Linked DNA regions of Mus musculus: region 1 is linked to region 2. A link is a contact called in public HiChIP or PLAC-seq data. All regions are on one chromosome and are shown on one strand. Each heading gives the region's core, a stretch centred on a gene start, on an enhancer-like site or on the middle of the called end of the contact. The rest is flanking DNA. Distances are from core to core; before and after follow the strand shown. Region 1 overlaps Ints10 (integrator complex subunit 10). Region 2 overlaps Csgalnact1 (chondroitin sulfate N-acetylgalactosaminyltransferase 1).

Region 1 (5,537 bases), core at 2,641-5,140, 440 kb after region 2:
GGTTTGTTAGAGTCCCTTTATAGATCATTGTGCATATTTGAAATAAATTATAATTATTTGATAGAAAAAATAATTATAATTATTTGATAGAGTAGGAAAGAAAATTGAGAAACCAACTCTAGAAATCAGAAACCATTGTCATCGTTACACAATTAATTGTTGTCTGCTGTGTCTCAGATTCTGTGACTTTTTCTCCTATTGAGGGAGCATGTGAGACATTTGTTTGTCAGACCTCTTGTCTCTGGTTCACTAACAGTCTGGCCTTGTGGTAGGTTTGGATCTGAAGCTTCTGCCCTGTACCAGTAAGGCTATCATGCCATACTGCCTGCACTTGATGCTGGCCTGCTTTAAGGTGAGTCTAAAACGGGGTTATCAGGAAACACATTCCCTTTGAAGCACTCCTGGTAAACTGGCAAGAGCTAACAGCTCTGTTCACACTGTTTTATACTGTACAAGGCAGATGAGAAAAGCTTGTGGGCTGGAAATTGACAGGTGGGCTGGGGAAGTAGAAAATAAGCCCTGTGCTTGAGGAATAGAAGTAGGGAAGGCAAGCAGGTCCCCTTGCTTGTTATGGCAAAATTGTTGCTGTTGTGTATGTCAGAATATATTAGCTAAAGAAGAAGGCAATATAAATATTGGGGTCACCAGTGTATAAGGAGTTAATTCTTTTAGACATGAGGGTCAGCACCGTCAAAGGCTCAGTACCATCAAAGGCTCAGTAGCACTGGAAAGGCTCCAAGACTCTTGAAGGTACCACAACCCTTGGCTACAGTGGAATAGAGCCTTGGGGTCGGAGTATAGCCATTTCAGTAGGCTTGTGTGCAAAAGGCAACAGTACAGGTTACTGCTTTATGCAGTAGTCCCACACTAACTAAGCGTTAATAGCTGCCTGGAACCAGAGAAGTCCTCTGAAGTGTGATTTTATGGGCCTGTTCATGTCAAGTCGCACCTTTGGTCTTGTCTTTAGCTTCCACTTTATTGTTGGATGTCTTTCCTTCTTCCAAGCTCCATCATCTCCAGCCCTCCTGTGATGGCTTCTTGCCTATCTTTCTACTCATAGTTATCCCCTTAAAAGATACCTCTAAGGTTGAGGAGAAGGCTTAATTCACAGCGTGCTTGCCCAGCATCCATGGGTTCAATTCCTGCCACTGCGTAAGCTTGGCATAGTAGTGCATACCTATAATCCCAGCACTTGGGAAGTGGAGGCAGGAAGATCCAAAGATTAGGCATATCCTCAGCTATCTAACAAATGTAGGGCCATCCTATTATACCCGAGACCCTGTCTCAAATACACAGGACAAGAACAAAACAGTAACAAAAAATTCCTATTCTCTTCAACGTATAGGAATATGCAACCTTCTCTATCCCTGATTCTCAAACTCACAAACTCCCAGTTTACCTATTCATGTCCAACTTTGGTCTAAAATCTTGTGACCTGCCGTGTGCAGTCCTCAGAGGGGTCCTGGGCTTCTTTAGAATCCACCCTCCTTAGAAGAGTGTGGTGTCCAATGGCAACAGTTTTATAGTCTTAATGGTTTGTAGCATATACTGACATATGGAGCCCCTTTTTAGGAGGTGATATTTGGTATGGCCTATATTTCCTGGATTTATTTCTTCTATATAAATCTTTGTCTTGCAGCTGAGAGCTTTTACAGACAGCAGAGACGACATGGCACTGGGCCATGTGATTGTACTGCTCCAGCAGGAGTGGCCACGGGGAGAGAACCTTTTCCTGAAAGCCATCAGTAAGATTTGCCAGCAAGGAAATTTCCAGTATGAGAACTTCTTCAGCTATGTTACAAGTATCCTTCGTCTGGACAAATAAGCTCGGTGGCTTTTGAATGTTTAGCACAGGGGCATTGTCCACTAGGACCCGTTGAGCTTTTACTATTTGTGGGGAAAGAAGGAGTAAGAGTTAGAAATGGAGCTGTGGCAGTTGCTTTGTAAAAGTCAAATGAAGTTTAAAGCTACAATTCAAGGAGTCAGGACAGTCAGGGCCTGTTTGTTGTTCCTCCCAAGAAGGCAGCCAAGATGCCCACAGTTAAAATAGCCTCTGGCCAGCCCAGAGCAGTTGGTTTAGCATAGACCTCGGCTTTTTTTCTGTGGAAAGAGTATCCCAGTGGTCTCCCCTGGGACAGAGGCTGCCTTTGGGATCAGGTGTTAGCACTGGGCCTGCACCACCAGAGCTGCCAAAGGTTAAGCGAATGAGGCAGAGTTCTAAGTCGGGCAGCACTTGACTTCGCATGCTTGGAAGGGAAGACAGCCTTTGAATGGAGGCAACACCAAACACTGGTTTGGTTGCTTTCATTTCTTTGCTTTGCATAGTACAACCTCTCAAGTTGTAGGATGTGTGTACTACATATTTCCCAGTGCCTGATCAGCGGTTTTTAGTATTTTTTTTTTTAAAGATTTATTTATTTATTATATGTAAGTACACTGTAGCTATCCTCAGATACTCCAGAAGAGGGCATCAGATTTCGTTACGGATGGTTGTGAGCCACCATGTGGTTGCTGGGATTTGAACTCGGGACCTTCGGAAGAGCAGTCGGCGCTCTTAACCACTGAGCCATCTCGCCAGCCCCAGTATTTTTTTTTTTAAAGACTAATGAAAGTTACATAACTTTCCCCCAGAAGAATGCACCATCTAACACTGTGCATGGAGTTCTCTGGATTCTCAGAAGACCTTGTCTGCTGGGTCTGAAGAAATAATCTTTTTTTGTCTAACTCATTCTGTCATCAAATATCCTCCCAATTCGTCCTATCTGCTAGCTTTTGTCATTTTAACTAAGAAATGGCTCGGGTGGCCCTGTGGAATCCGTTTGCTTGTCTCTCCAGGGAGACCATGTGCTAATGCTTTCCAGTTTGCTTGTCTGAAGCTTGAGCTCATGCAGTCCACCCAAGGCATGAGTCTCGCCCGTGTCGCTGAGTGACATTACCACCCCAGCCTGGCACCTCTTGTGCAACGAGCTTCTTTCCATAGGGCAGTTTGGTTAACGTAAAAGTCAGCATCTGGATCAGGAACCGACTGTGGTTCTTAGTTGGAGGGTGGTAAGCAGGCTCTTTATCTGCTGAGAGCTGTTTCTTCGCCTGGGAGAACAGGGCAACATGTTACCTGTTGGTTGACCTGAATGTGACCTGCAGACATTGATATGCTGGAGGAATTTGCTTATTTAAGAACCCAAGAAGGAGGGAAGATTCATCTGGAATTACTCCCAAATCAAGGAATGCTGATCAAGTAAGCAGATGATCTTTTGTTCTTCGAAGCTCGCCTTTCATGTGCTGCATGACCTATTTGTAAATTTCTGTACCTTTCAGAAATTTAATGGAAAGGATTCCAAACTGGTCTCAGTTTTCAAGGGTCTACTTGTTCTGGGTGTCTTAAAGATATGCATTTCTTAGTGCATTTCTGCGGGAAAAGTGTTGCTTAAATTGGGATATTTTTGTTACTTTGGAAATTTTTTACTAGATAGAAATTTCTATATGTCTTTTCCTTTCCAAAATTTAGTACTCATTTCTGATTTAATTGAAAGCAGCTGTGCTTGACATTGTACTGGATTGGGAGGATCTACAGGTTCTATTTAGAAACTGTCTTAAGCTTCTCTGAGCTTCCTCATTGCTTGTGCAGTCAAAGCAAATTAGCTGGTTCTAGTGCCTCTAAAACACACCTGCTCCCCAAAAATGGCCCTGGACGTGCATCCCCAGTGTGGCCCCTGAACCCTTAAGCTACTACAGAAACCCAGGTTATCTTAGATGAAAAGATCAAGTTAGTGACCACTCATGATGTTTAACTAGCTCATAAATCCTGCTTCTCTCCTCGGTCCGCACTGCAGTTTGGCTAATAGATCCTCCCCACTGTAAGCGCCACATGCTTACTTCCTTCTTTACTTCCTGCATACTCTGTGTTTGTAAGTCAGTGTCAGAGTTACAACAAGAGACGGCCCAGAACAGGAAGAGTGCATTGCTGAGACTGGAAACCTGCTTTGTCCCTCCGTTTTGGCAGAAGCAAGTTTTTAATTATTGAAAGCAAAAGTCCTTCCTTTGCTCTGTCTTTGTAGAGTCTTAGGGGTGTTGGAGGATAGAGGTAAGAAAGAAATGCTTATGTTGGGTTTCTGTAACTAAGGAATTTGTCCCATAGTGAGCAATCCCTTCCTTATTGCATCTTAGCAAGAGTAGGGCCCAGTAGAATCTGTCCTAAAGAGCAGAAAGAAGAATGGGAGCTCCCCTCCCCATCCTGTAAATGATATTGCATGCCTTAAACAGTTCCTATAAGGAACGAAGGAAATGCTTAGGAGTATATGAGGACCTTTGTAGATGAGATTGTGTAGTCAGGTTGTCCTAGACACTGTCCTCTCCCCTTGTCCATTTACTACTTTGATTATGAACCAAAGTGATGGGGGACATAACTGCATGGTTCCAAGTGTTGTTGACCACATTTAAGAACAGGTTGCTTCTATATATGGAAGCCCAGGTAACCCCTATTCTGTGGGGACTTCTAGGTTCTGAAATTGACTATGCTGGCATATCTTTAGCAAGGTTTTTTAGTTCAACAATAAGCCACGATTCAAAATGCCATACTGTGAATGGTCCTAGAGCCCAACTGTCCCTACCACGAGTCGATCTGCAGAGGATTGCCTCGTGACTAAGAGAATGTCTGAGGTAGAGTGAGGGAATGACTCTACAGACCTCAACTCCAGCCTCACTGTACTGGGCCTTTGCACTGTCCCCATATTCTCTTGGTTTGAACAGTGTCAACCTGCAAATAGTCCCTAAGACTTGGAATTTAAAATGAGGACATATCAACTGCCCAGATAATGTCACTGGAAAAGTTATTTGTACAAGGAGGCCTCTGTCTTGCTTTCCAAGGCTCTCCCACTTTGATCAACCAAAATTTCCTTGAACTTTCTATAGGAGATAAGCCTCCTAAAAACCCATGGTTGACTTGGCTTGGACAAAGGACTAGGGATTATTAACTAGCGATCTGACCTTGTAGGAATGTTCTCTGTGAGGTCTCAATATGAATTTGAAATCTGTATTTTAGATAATCTCTACCTAAGTGACACCAAGAGAATCAAACTGCATAAGACAGAGCTTTGACTGAATGAGGTGTGATTAGACTCTTGAATAAAACTATCTATATTCCTTTTCCCTTTGGGTTCCAAACAAATTCTCTGAAGCCATTGCAGACCTTTTGGGTGGTCCCTCCAGATGAGTGGCAGAGATGTTGTGAGCAGTGTACCTCTCCTCCCCTTGGGGTAAGGTTGTGAGTCCGTCCTAGTTGTAGCATCTCGGATGCAAGCAGGTACAGTACAAACACCAGGCACTTGGTGCCAGGCCACAAGGAGGCATCAGTTCTTCATTTGTTGTATAGATATGTTGTTCTAATTTGTGTTAAATCAGAGAAATGTTTCTATGCTGATATTCACAGTACCATAGTTGCATTAGACTGGATCAAAATGGAAAAAAAAAAAAGATATTCTCTGGGGTGACTACCAGCTAATGTGCTAAATTTTTATTACAGAATTCTGCAAAACCATGGG
Region 2 (5,395 bases), core at 330-2,829:
ACATGTCCCAAGCAACCTTTCCTAAGGCAAGAGGCACGCCTTCTTCAGTGTTACATCGGAAGCGCAGGGACAGTAATACCTTAGCCTGGGATAGCTTGCAGTCAACCTGTGTAGATACTTCCTGAAGTCAAGTCACATTGAGCAGAAGAATGCAAGGTGAGTGGTATGAACGCCTGAGCTAACTGTGTTAAAGACACAACAGCCTATAAGAGATACAATGGCAAACCCAAAGCAAGGAGGTAGAGAACGGCTGGATGCTACAGAGTTTAAGAGGGAATCAGGAATCCGACTCATCTGCCTGCCCAACACACAAATAAATCTGCCTTTTTCTGTGCAAAAACTCTTCACACCCCGGCTCAAGCTGCTTGCCCCAATAAACACCTTCATCTGCTCCAAAGCATCAGAAGCAAGGGGAGGGGCTGGGGCTTGCATGACAGCCTTTGGAAAACGAGGACGGACATCCATGGCACTAGTGCTTGAGATGACCTTAATTTATTTGAAAGATTAGAAAAAGCCGTTGAATGTTTGCCTCTCTGCCTGAATGTGTTGCTTCTATAGAAAAATTATTCTGGAAACTAGGTCCAGAGAAACGCTTTGTCCAACTTCACACAGCAGCAATTTGCTTTTTCCTTTTCACAAATGCTTTCTACAAGATAAGGTATTCCCTGTGATTTCCAGGGCACTCCCCATTCCCAATGCGGATCACAAGCAGTCTCCAGTATACACTGAGAGCCCCAGGAGGACATCTCTGTATGTGCATTGCTTACACAGTGGGTAGTACTGGGGCAATGATACATGAAGCCCAGCAGCTTGTGCCCATGCCCCACAGAACTCTGTCCTCTACAGTCCTTCCTGGCCCACTCATCTACCTTGAGCATGGCAACCCAGGGACAACTTTCCTCTGGCCTCCTCTGAAGCCCTGCTAGCTCACCAGGTCCTGATCAGTGGGACTCATGTACCCAAATAAAGCAGGGTGGGGTTAAACTCAGCAATGGCCCGGAAAGGATAGTGCTGCCTCTGTCATCTACCTATGGGTACCCCTTGACTGCCAGGATAGCAAGACCTCAAAGTTCATTATTCATTCTCCACCTGAGAAACCCTATGGTCATGAATGTAGATCACGGAGTCCACATGCAGGCATGCAGGTCTGCTGGCCACCTGCTCAACTCTGGTGACAAGCCAGTAGATGCTCATGACAGATAAATCAAAAAGGTATGCACATGACTGGGACCACGTTTCTTCTTGTGATCCTTTCCCAGTAGATACTGTCTTCATATCTTTCTGTGAAAGAGCTCTTTTCGTGCCTTTCAAGCACCTCTCTGCAAACTAGAGAGACCTCTGTGGGCATGCTATAGAGTCCTGCCCCAGTCATCCTTGTATCTTGATACCCTATTGTATCGAGCACTCCAATGAACAAGAGGCTTTAGCAGGTTAAGATCCTTTCAAGGAAGCAACTCCACACCCCTCCTCCCTTCAGAAACTATCCAGTTCTGGCTCATAAGTGGCACACAGAGGGACAAAGGAGAGACTAAAAACACTCTGCACAGCAAGAGATGAGTAAGCAGAAATGACTAAGGCTCTCCTGGTACTTCCTGAAGAACTTGCTGTCTGGAAAGAGCTTTTCCTACAAGGGGAGTTCAGCACCCTCAAATGCTAACCAGGAAGTTCTAACCAGGAGGAAAATGAGTAAGAGAAAACCAAGCTGAGAAAATAGCATGCAACGTGTTTTGAAATATTTAATTTACTCTCACAATGAAACAATATATTTGATGACATGCCTACAGTTGTGGCAGAGCAAGAAACAGGCACTAAGCGTGGTAAAATGAGGGCTCTCCATCTCCCTAGTACGTAAATTTCTATTATAGACACACAAAAGGATTCATGATTTATTCCTAATTACATCTTGTATTTCTTAATAATTGACAAAATGCTTGAATTTCCCACTCGGTTCCTTTCTTTGATATAAGTCTACTACTGCATGGGGACCTCTCGGTTTCATGCAGTCATTTTTGTAGAGGTTATGATGACCTGAGAAACCCATTGCTTCTGCCGCTTTTAATTCCCCTAATTGCCTTGCATTTATTTCTCCAAATGAGAAGATTAAAAGTGATAAAAGACCTTGCTGTCTTGTAAGGTTGGTTCTAATACAGACATTTTCTCACAAGTGTAAAGAAATTGTCTTAATGTGACACTTCCCTTTATTTAAAAAAAAAACCTTAAAATTTTGAATAGAATCTAGGATTATAGAAGATGTGTAGTTTAAACCCTTACCCCGTGTAACCCTAAATATCAAAATGTTTTATGGGCTTTACTGTCAAATGAAGACATTTGAATGCATTGAATAATTGAAAACTAAACATACAATCATCCCTGTTTTTTTTTTTTCTGTAAGCATTTTCAATTATAAATTTTAAATTCTCAACACTCTGAGCTTCTACAAGTTGGTTTTTGTGAGTTTCTATAGGGAACTCAGGTATTCCTTTCTACTAAACCTAAAATTTCTTGCAACTTTGTAGCTCTGTTCATTCAGAAGAGAAGATGGAAGCATTTGAATCTTGAGTAGCAGGGCAGAGCACTGCTCATTAGGATGGACCCTCTTAGGCCAAAAAAAGGGGTTGCTTTATCTTTTATGTTCTTTCCTTTTGTAGTGTATGCATGCACGTTTTGTTTTATTTTGAGTGGGAAAAGCAAAGTCTGCTTTGGCAGACACTAAACAAATTTGCTGATATACAGAAAAACACCAAGAGAGCAAAATCCAGGAGGAGGTCTTGCCATACAGTTTTCACAGGAAAATGAAGAGCGGGCACAAGAACACAGTGCCGAGGCCTTGGGCAGGGTTGGGAAGGAGGTGAAGAAGGAAGTGCGGCTTCCTTCCCACTCAAGGAACCCTGGCCCATGAGACAGATAGTAGCCATGGTTCTATTTGTAAGTGTGGGAGAGCCAACACACAGAATCTGGAGCATAGCTGCAAGGCTGTGATGTGCAGGGGAACACATTCCTTCATTCCTCACTGCTGGTTTCCTTCATGTACTTGTGGTGGTTTGAATGAGAATTGTCCCCCCCCTTGCCCCCCGTGGGCTCATGTGTTTAAGCACTTAGCCATCAGCAGATGGTAAGATTATGCAGCCTCACTGGGAGAAGTCTGTCTGTCACTTAGGGGACAGGATTTGAGAGTTCATAGCCTTTCCCTGCTTCCAATTTGTTTTTGTTTCCATGGTCTGGTTGAAGAGTGAAAAGTCTCTGCTTCAACTCTCCACTGCCATCCCTCCCCTACCATCAAGTACTCTAACCCTATAAAAACCATAAAGTAAAATAAAACTCTTTTCCATACTGCTTTTGGTCACGATGTTTTACTACATGGAAATAAGTAATACAGAGCTCAATGCACAGACTCGGCCCTTTTAGTCTTTCCTTACTCTCTAAAGCATGAACCGACGACTCCTGGCTCCTTTCTCTGTCTCTGCCATGAGGTATGCTTGCCTGACCCACACATTGCCCATATGGACACTGACATCTGGATAATCCCTCAAAAAGCCTAGATCCAGCTGGCCCAGCATGGTGTCTGTCATATAATCGACCCTGTGCTGGCTCTTTTTTTTTTTTTTTTTGGTCTGGAGTAAGCAATGGATTTGGTATTCAATGCCATTGAAAAAGGAGAAAGTAATCCACCCTGCATGGGCTGCAGGAGGAATATAAGACAGAGGTTGAGAGACTGGAACAACATCTCAGCCATTAAGAGCCCTTACTGCTCTTGCAAAGGACCTGGGTTTGGGTCCCTGCACATATCATAGCATGCTACTTTACTGCCTATTATAGCTGAATAGTATTTCATTGTATGGATATTTCAGGTTTCATTTTTTAGTATTTGTTTTTTGTTTGTCAGACAATGGACATTTGAGTTGATTCCTCCTTGCAAATTGATCATCATACCATTGAATATTTGTGCACATTTGTTTACATGTTTGTTTTCAATTATTTTGGGATTTACAGAGGAAATGAAATTCCTAGGTTAGAAGATAATTCTATTCTAAATCATTTAGAGAACCACTGAACTCTTATCCAGTATCTGCACCATTTTCTATTTCTGCCATCAGTGGTCAAGAGTTCCAGTGTGTCCACATTCACAGTGACATTTGTGATTATCTGACTGGGATTTTAGCAGAGAATTTACATGTGGTCCTCTCACTCCTCTATACACACAAATTCTCCCCTCAGTTATCTAGATGAAATCTTCATGAAATGGCAAAGATGTGATGGCTTGAAATGCCATCACACACTGTGGTAAGGCAAGCACATGACCACCACCACAACTACAAGTCTCCTTGTTCCCTCATATATATGGTGTAGAACAGTCTCTCTCTCTTCTCTCTCTCTCTCTGTGTACATCCAGAAATCATAAATGTATATGCATGCTTGTTTATGTACAGGTGTATGTGACTGCATAACATGTGTCTGAGTATATGCTTAGAGGCCAGAAGTCAACATCAGGTGTTTGTCACATCAAGTGTCCATCTTATCTTTTGAAACTGAATGTCTCATTGAAGATAGTGGTCACTGACTGGCTAGCAAGCTCTGAGGACCTTTCTATCTCCACACCCCCTTCCAGTTCCAGAGTTATAGGCACATATGACCACTGGAGCACTGGAGATCTGAACTCAGGTCTTTATGTTTGTACAGCAGGTGCCCTACCCGAGGAGCTAGCTCCCTATATCTCAATGTCTCATTGTTAGTGCCTCAATTCTCAGATACAATCGCTCTAAAAGGTGACTCTGTGACAATGATGAACGTTTTGGTGCATAATTCAACTCCAAATTACAATTTTTAAAATATCCTATTATCCCGTTCCAATCAAACGGCCTCGTAGACTGGTGCTGCTCAGAGCGAGCCGTGATCAGATACAACAGTGCATGGGGAAACTGAAACACCGGTTCTCAGGCTGCATCCCAAGCCTGCTGACTCAGACTATCTGGGGCTGGGCCCAAGTTATTCTGGATGTTAAAAAGCATCCAAGGTTACACCAAAGCTTATGTGTATTTGAGAGCTACTGAATTAAGCTTCTATTTGAGAACAGAAGCATCCTGGGAACATTTGTAGATTAAGAATCAGGTACTGTGAAGTAATTTGTGCTCTTTTCTGTGGTAGGGGCTTGTAAACATTTTAACTACAATCTTTACAAAGGAACATACTGCCTTCATATCACAGGGCATGTACGTGTGTATGCACATAGGCATGCGCAATGAAATTAGTGTTTCATCAAACAATGTGTATCCTTATTATCTGGGATTCATTTGGAAAATTTGCAGCCTACTCTACTCTATTTTTCAAACACACTGGACTAAGCCCACTGAATCGATTTTGTAATCCTCTAATGAATCACAAACCAGAGTTTGCAAAA

Evidence for each region. HiChIP or PLAC-seq counts read pairs in DNA pulled down with a chosen protein or histone mark.
Region 1: an H3K4me3 HiChIP or PLAC-seq map of bone marrow-derived macrophages shows a contact between it and region 2, with 8 times the contacts expected there. The contact joins two enhancer-like sites. A contact is called at or near these places in 10 of 39 promoter capture datasets (3T3-L1-derived adipocytes, the HPC-7 cell line, HPC-7-derived erythroid cells and 8 more), 1 of 15 datasets of contacts at CTCF or cohesin (large pre-B cells), 1 of 484 Hi-C or Micro-C datasets (embryonic fibroblasts), 1 of 115 datasets of contacts at active chromatin or transcription factors (bone marrow-derived macrophages) and 2 of 9 other capture datasets (adipose tissue and liver).

The regions. Positions count from the first base shown.
Region 1 is chr8:68,819,016-68,824,552 of GRCm38.p6, forward strand. Ints10 (integrator complex subunit 10) reads left to right here. Exons shown (of 17, transcript NM_027590.4): 14 at 273-352; 15 at 1,640-1,802; 16 at 3,142-3,235. Among named protein-coding and RNA genes, the nearest start is that of Ints10, 28 kb to the left of the region's middle. Within about 2 kb of position 3,891, at least 64 of the 459 cell types and tissues checked have an H3K27ac peak or open chromatin away from gene starts, as enhancers often do. A contact at or near this core is called in the HPC-7 cell line and bone marrow-derived macrophages, where this site is marked.
Region 2 is chr8:68,376,547-68,381,941 of GRCm38.p6, forward strand. All of the region lies in intron 6 of Csgalnact1 (chondroitin sulfate N-acetylgalactosaminyltransferase 1), which reads right to left. Among named protein-coding and RNA genes, the nearest start is that of 1700125H03Rik, 11 kb to the left of the region's middle. Within about 2 kb of position 1,580, at least 13 of the 459 cell types and tissues checked have an H3K27ac peak or open chromatin away from gene starts, as enhancers often do. A contact at or near this core is called in the HPC-7 cell line and bone marrow-derived macrophages, where this site is marked.